Linked DNA regions of Mus musculus: region 1 is linked to region 2. Evidence: chromatin contacts called from public Hi-C data. All regions are on one chromosome and are shown on one strand. Each heading gives the region's core, a stretch centred on a gene start, on an enhancer-like site or on the middle of the called end of the contact. The rest is flanking DNA. Distances are from core to core; before and after follow the strand shown.

Evidence for each region. A called contact is a pair of places that touch in the nucleus more often than the background predicts.
Region 1: a contact with region 2 is called in a Hi-C map of the HPC-7 cell line, with 2.7 times the contacts expected there. The contact joins two enhancer-like sites. A contact is called at or near these places in 9 of 484 Hi-C or Micro-C datasets (the 3T3-L1 cell line, 3T3-L1-derived adipocytes, the G1E-ER4 cell line and 5 more) and 3 of 115 datasets of contacts at active chromatin or transcription factors (embryonic stem cells and fibro-adipogenic progenitors).

Annotation. Positions count from the first base shown.
Region 1 is chr2:74,954,081-74,957,595 of GRCm38.p6, forward strand. No RefSeq gene overlaps it. Among named protein-coding and RNA genes, the nearest start is that of Gm46748, 110 kb to the right of the region's middle. Within about 2 kb of position 2,186, at least 2 of the 459 cell types and tissues checked have an H3K27ac peak or open chromatin away from gene starts, as enhancers often do. A contact at or near this core is called in the HPC-7 cell line, where this site is marked.
Region 2 is chr2:74,890,306-74,893,577 of GRCm38.p6, forward strand. No RefSeq gene overlaps it. Among named protein-coding and RNA genes, the nearest start is that of Mtx2, 66 kb to the left of the region's middle. Within about 2 kb of position 1,691, at least 3 of the 459 cell types and tissues checked have an H3K27ac peak or open chromatin away from gene starts, as enhancers often do. A contact at or near this core is called in the HPC-7 cell line, where this site is marked.

The DNA.
Region 1 (3,515 bases), core at 936-3,435, 64 kb after region 2:
TAAAAAGCAGTAGGATTTAGTAAAATAAGAAAATTAGCTTTTTGTCTGACAGCAAGTAGCTCAATTAAGTCACACGCCTGCCGGTCAGCACCGAGATCAGTTTCCACTGGAGAAGTCATCTTCTCCAAAGCTTTGTTTGCTTCCCGTTGTTTTAGGGGCGGGTCTGTTGCTTCATAAGAAGTGAAAGTGCAGAGCACAGGCTTACAGAGGACTGGATGACACACTATTCTGGAGTATCTAATTGCCATAATCCTTTTTTCTAATGGGGCTAAGGTCAAACGTTGTTGCCAAACGATCATTATTTAAAGCAACCAGTGTTCAGCATCCTCGCCCTGAGCCAGCGGATGTCTCTATCAGGAGAAATCAGCTGTGGTAGGTTTTCTTGTTACTAATCTGAGGACCATGAAGAGCAGCCCAGAGAGACTGGCAGTTCAGCAGAAAGATCCCTTACTAACAATCCTGTCTGTGAGATGAAAGAAAGCTAAGTGAGTCTGGTCTTGAGAAGCCTGGTGGCTTTGCAGTTGGAAATAACCAATCACAGACCTTCCTTCCTCCCTCCCCCCTACCCAGCCCCACCTTGATAGTTACAGGAGCCTAGACGAAAGTCCTGAAGTTGTCTTGTCTTTTCTTCTCTTCTGTTTTCTTTTCTTTTCTGATTCAGGGTTCTTATCTGTGAGATGAAGTTTAGATGAAACATACTATATAAAAGGTCTAGCTTAAAATAGATGCTCAGTAAGTGGAAGTGTTCTCTTTCCAAGGTACCTGTTCATATGCCTCCTCATTGAAGAGAGAGAGAGAAAGGCTGTGTAGAGTATCATTCAGAGACACGTGGTGGGTGTCCTAGGAGACAGAAGCTAAGTACTCTGTGAAAGCCACTAGATGTTCTTTAAAGGGTGCTCATCACTCCAACCAAGAAGGCCAGGGAGAGAGAATTTCTTTCCCTGATTCATTTAAAGTGCCCTGTTTTATTGGGGCCCCCTCCACCCAACATCAAGAATGAGTATAAGCTCCTATGGCTTAATATAGAACGATGGTACAGTCTCCTTGCTCTGATATGTGAGTGTGTACATGCGTGTATGCCTCCCTCTGTGTGTGTGTGTTCACACACTCGCGCACACGTGCATGTGCAAGCACACGTGAGCTCTGGCTAACGAAGTCCTTCCCTAGGCTTACCTGCATAGAGCCTGGTTGTGGGATGAATGAATGAATTTAGTGAGCTTTGGAGCTGCACCAAGGACACATTTTGGAGCTTCCTAGGGGAAAAGTGCATTCTGGGAAGTAAACGCCCACATCCAGCTTTTGCTCTTTCACTCAATCTGTGTTTTCAGTAAAACTGAACCTGTCATATTTTGTCATTTGCTCCGGGCAAGTGATTAAGTGGCCATTGTAATGACAGATTATTTTTCTTTGGACTCAGGCCCCTTGACATTGAGTAGGCCAGAGTACAATGCACAAAAATTTCTCCAGAATCTTCCCTCTGGGGAAGAGGCAGAGAGGATCCAGTCCTGCCCACTGGCTCGTTCTCCTGAGTCAGGACCTGTGTGGGTTGAAATGGTCAGGGTTCAGATGTAGCTTTCTCAGCTCAACCTAACACAGTAATTCAAATAGCCATACAGACATAGCTACTTGATTCCTATGAACCATTATAACGGGTGTGTCTATGTATGGCTAGGCAGAAACTAGCTGACCAGTGCATCACAGTGTATCACATTAAAGATTTCTGAGCCACCAGCTAGGTGGTTAGCAGGACACTACTCAGAGTTGACTGCCATAGAAGCACATTGCTACTTCTATGTCCAGCTGTTATCTTAGAAGCACACTGCTTCTGCCATGGTCCAGCTGTTATCTTAGAAGCACACTGCTTCTGCCAAGTCCAGCTGTTATCTTAGAAGCACACTGCTTCTGCCATGTCCAGCTGTTATCTTAGAAGCACACTGCTTCTGCCATGGTCCAGCTGTTATCTTAGAAGCACACTGCTTCTGCCATGGTCCAGCTGTTATCTTAGAAGCACACTGCTTCTGCCATGGTCCAGCTGTTATCTTAGAAGCACACTGCTTCTGCCATGGTCCAGCTGTTATCTTAGAAGCACACTGCTTCTGCCATGGTCCAGCTGCTACCATAGATATATAGTCATGGCTTTACTTTGGTCAACATTTGCAGGAATAAGATTAGAAAAAGGCAAAAACAGTTAACTCTGAACTAAGATTAAGCTTCTGGCTTCTTGCTTCTTGCTTGTACAAAGATCATCTGCGTAAGACCCTTGTGGTCTGTTTTTGTAGCATGCAACATATTCAAAACTTAGAAATTTGTGTACTCTTTTTCTTGAAAAAGATATTTACTTTCAGTTGTACCACAGTCTCCAGAAAAACCCAAATATGTCTTGATTAATTGGGGGGGGGGCGTTGTTTTGGAAGGGGCAGGCTTTTTCTGTGTAGCCGTGGCTGTGCAGGAACTTACTCTGTAGACCAGACTGGCCTTGAACTCAGAGATTAACCTGCTTCTGCCTCCTGAATGCTGAGTTAAAGGCCTGCGCCACCCCCATCCAGCTTGGTCATTCACATTCTGACTTCACACAGAATGAACATCTAAGAGTATTCCTTGTGTCAGAAATGACTCATTTCCACCTGAGGTTTAAGTATGCCACATCACCTTGTTGCAAAATTGTATCTCCCAGCTTCCCTTGCTCTTAAGTGTGGCCATGTGACAACATTTAGTCCAACAGGCTGTAAGCTGGAGTGAGGTCATGATTCTGGGTTGCTACTTGATCTCAGTTCCCCTCTTCCTCCTTCCTGCTGGTGGGATAGGTGGAGGACCTAAAGCCTCTGTTGGTGGTGGCACTGCCCTGCTGTCCCCCCACTTGCGGGAGACTTATAGGTAGGAAAGAAAGTCATACGAAACCTAGAGTCTCTTAGTTATGATAATTTAGGCTGTACTAATGAAGTTTTTTTCCTCCTCTCCATATCAAAGAAAATAAATGAAACAAATAAACTCAGTTAAGAGTTTGTCTCTGTAATTGCTCTAGCTATACAACATCTAAAACTGAGTTTGTCCAAGATTGTGAAAACTTGAGGAATATCTGAATCATAGACTCTCTCCAGCTCTGTCAACTTAATACCAGAAAGAACGCTACAAATAGCTAGAGGTAGGGTCAGGTTGTTCACAGATACTGGAAGATGCGATTTCCTTCTTTGGTTCTCAGCATTTCTGTTTGTACTTTGAATGATTTCCCCCACCAAGGGTTTTGGGAAATTCAAATGAGGCCACACATAAGGTACCTGTCAAGTTTTAAGTTAATTAGTTTATAATTTTATCATTTTAATTTAAAATTCTTTGTTTAGATAAACGCTCTAACTCGATACTAATAAGAACCTGGGGATTTGATATGAAGGTAAGAGATTATCTCAGAATGCTTAGCTCATCGCAGAGCAACGTAAGCACACAATCAATGGTCATGCACTATCAGAAAAGTTAGTAAGTGTTCAATAGATGATGGCTTTGTTTCTGGCAAAAAAAAA
Region 2 (3,272 bases), core at 441-2,940:
GCTTCTATGCTAGCTTAACTTTGTCTGTGTAGCTGCTAAAGGAGTTGGCTTGTCCTGATTTTGGCATTCCCCATCACCTAAAAGGACAGGATTGTCTGCTGTACTTCATATCATGTGGTCCAGTCTTAGATGTGTGCTCTGAATGGCTAGTCACTGACAGCCATGGCCTGCTGTAAGCCATCTGCTCTTGGCTTCGTTGGGAGAAAATGCTGGGAGAATCACTTTGTTAGTGAAGTCTGAGCCTTTCGAATGCATCAGGTCTGGATTCAAATCGTAGCATATCCGCATTTTGTAATCATGGAAGTCGCTTTCCTCTGTTGTAGTGAGCACCGTCTTGCTTACCCCGTAGATGTTGGGTTCTTTAACTATTATTATGTACTTGTGTCTCTTTATCGACTTTGTCTCTTGTTAAGGTATCCGTATCCTTCTCTGTAGAAAAGCAACACTATATCCAGGAATGGCGAGTGTGATCTTGTCTTTCTCATAACTCTATTTGTGAAGTAACTTACATTGAATTTATGTCTTTCTATCTAGAGTTGGGATGTTACACAGAAGGGAGTGTGTTTATTTCTTTGAAAGAGTGGTATTACAAACAAAACTGGAGAAGGGAGAAGCTGGGACCCTTGCTTCTTCTGTGGGAAAGTCGTCTGGAAAAGTTGATTCGATCCTGAAATATCTGTGGTTTCCAGAAGATGCACCGCGTTCCTTCCTGGGTGCAGACAAAATTCTGCCAGGTGGAGACCTCAGATCTAGCTGGAGTCTCTAGCTTTGTCAGGGACTGATCTTGGTTTTCTGAGATTCAAATGATATAAACCCTTTAATGTATAAACCTGATATGGTAAAACACAGCTAAAATGTTAAGATGTTTTCTTATACAACATGTGCATCTTTGCCAAGGAGGATCCTGTTGGCTCATTGGCACCTGCTGTGTGTCAGCATCGCCAGGCCACGAGTAATCCAGCTCAGGTGAAGGCCTCTTGCTTTTGGAAAAACACAGGGGGCTAATGTCTATATTAAAGGATTTAAGTTTCAGGTTTTCTTCCAAGTAGTCTCTGAGGGCCTGATGATAAAAGGCATCATAAAAAGTAGGATTCTGTGAATAATAATAATAATAGTAAACAATCTCATGATACACAAAAATGTAAAAGGTATGAATAGATAATTTCCTCAAAGATATCCCATGCATTTGGAAATAAAGTATGTGAATGTGATCTTGACTTACATTAGACTTACACTGTAAACTAACTTTGTAATGTAAATAAATGCCTAGTCAGAAGTGTTCTATGACCTATCTATGAAAATATCTATATTGTACATTAGGCCTAAATATCAGTAGTTTTATTGTTACCTTCAAAATATGAGTTCTGGTCAGTGTACTGGTCAGGGTGTTTCTGAGATATACCCTTTTGTGAGGAGTGAGACCCTAAAACACATTTATGCCAACGTATCAAACCCCGCATGACAAGTGAGACCACCCCCAAACTGCGGCTTCTCAGTCTAAGGGTCTCAACTGCAATTGTTTTTTCCCTTTGTTGAACAAACAGATGTGTGTATTTAATTCCTGTCAGTGCAGTCCCATTAGAAACGCACATAAAATCCCACAGAGGTTTTGCTCACCATGAACTGAGGGGAATCTAACAAAGCTAAATGCATAACCACAAGTGTAGGGCCTACTACAGCAGAGCTACTGAAGCGTCCCCTCTGGGTGGGACCAACTGCTGCTTTAAGCTCTCACTGTCTTCAGGTGACAGCGAGCAGATAAATTAGCTCAAGTTCAGTTCCTTATCTATGAAGTCAAGCATAGACAGCGGGTGATGAGCTAACCACATTGCTGGATTACGAGATGTCCAGTTTGATCTGAATTTCAGATAAAGAAGGAATATATATTTAATATAAGCATAGCCCAGGTATAACACAGAATGTAGTAACTCAAAATTATGTAACTTTACACAAAATTAAATTTAACTGATATTCTTTACATTTCTCTTTATAATTGTTTTCCTATTGAAAGAAATTTCTATTCTGAAAAATGAAGTCTTTGAGAATTTCATAGAATGTATTTTGACTGTATTCCTCTCAAATTTTCCTAACCCCCAAAGTAAAATAGAAATTTTATTATAAACAGAAATTTTTATGTGTGTGTAGTAAAAGTGACATCATGTTATATAAAGTAATTAGCATATTCCTTAATCTAAATAATTTTAAGTAAAATGAGCTTTTAAAGAAAACTAAGCTTTTAAAATTTTGAGCGATAGCCAGGCAGTGGTAGCTCCCAATTTTAATTCCAGTACCAGGGAGGTACAAACAAGCAGATTTCTTTGAGTTAGAGATCTACACAGTGAATTTCAGGACAGCCAGGACTACACAGAGAAACCCTGTCTGGAAAAATACCAATCAACCAACCAAACCAAAAATTGACGTACATATTATTAAAAACCGGAGCAATCCATTGTAGAAAGACAGAGCTCTACAACCATCATACCTGTTAGTCTGAAGATGTTCCTCTGTTCTTTGCTAAATTTGGCAGTCCTAGTTAGAAGGTCTTTGAAGGATAACTTTTTAACATTGCTCATATTTAATTACCTGTGAGGGTCAGCACGAAAATGTGTCTAAGGTAAGTCCAACCCTGTATATCCACTTTGTCTTTTTGTAGACACTGGTCTGCAGATTAGAAGCTTTGGCGGGGCTTACTTACCTCTGCATCTTAAGATCTCTAGGACAATTAAATGGGATAAATTGTTCTGAGACGGAAAATACCCCTGGGCTCTTCACCCTTTCTCTCAAGAACAGTCCAAAAGAAGCCAGTCTTACCTCCACCTTGTTTTCTGGCTCAGCTAAAGACCTGGCATTCCACCTCCCTTTCCAACAGGTCACAGTAGGAGCAGAATTCCAAGGCCAAATTCAGTATTTGGCTTTTGTTAAATCTTTCACAACTACTGAGTTTTTATGCCCAGAGGTTTCTTTTATTGAATTTTGATGTCCGATTCTGTCTCCTTCAAAGGAATTGAACCCACTCATACAAAGATTCAATTTGAAACTTGTTATAAAGAACTCTCCCCCTGATGTCTGGGTAGCCAGGGCCACCAGCAATGATATTGTTCCTCTGTGTCGCTCCCATTGTAATGCGCATACAAGCCAAGTCTTTAGATCTAGCACAAGGCTAATTGAAAGAAGCATTTCAGTTCTATTATTCAGTAGATGGAAGAGAAAATGGGGAATTAACATTTGATGTGCGTCTAGGGTCCACAAAATTGCCAGATGAACAAGTATTT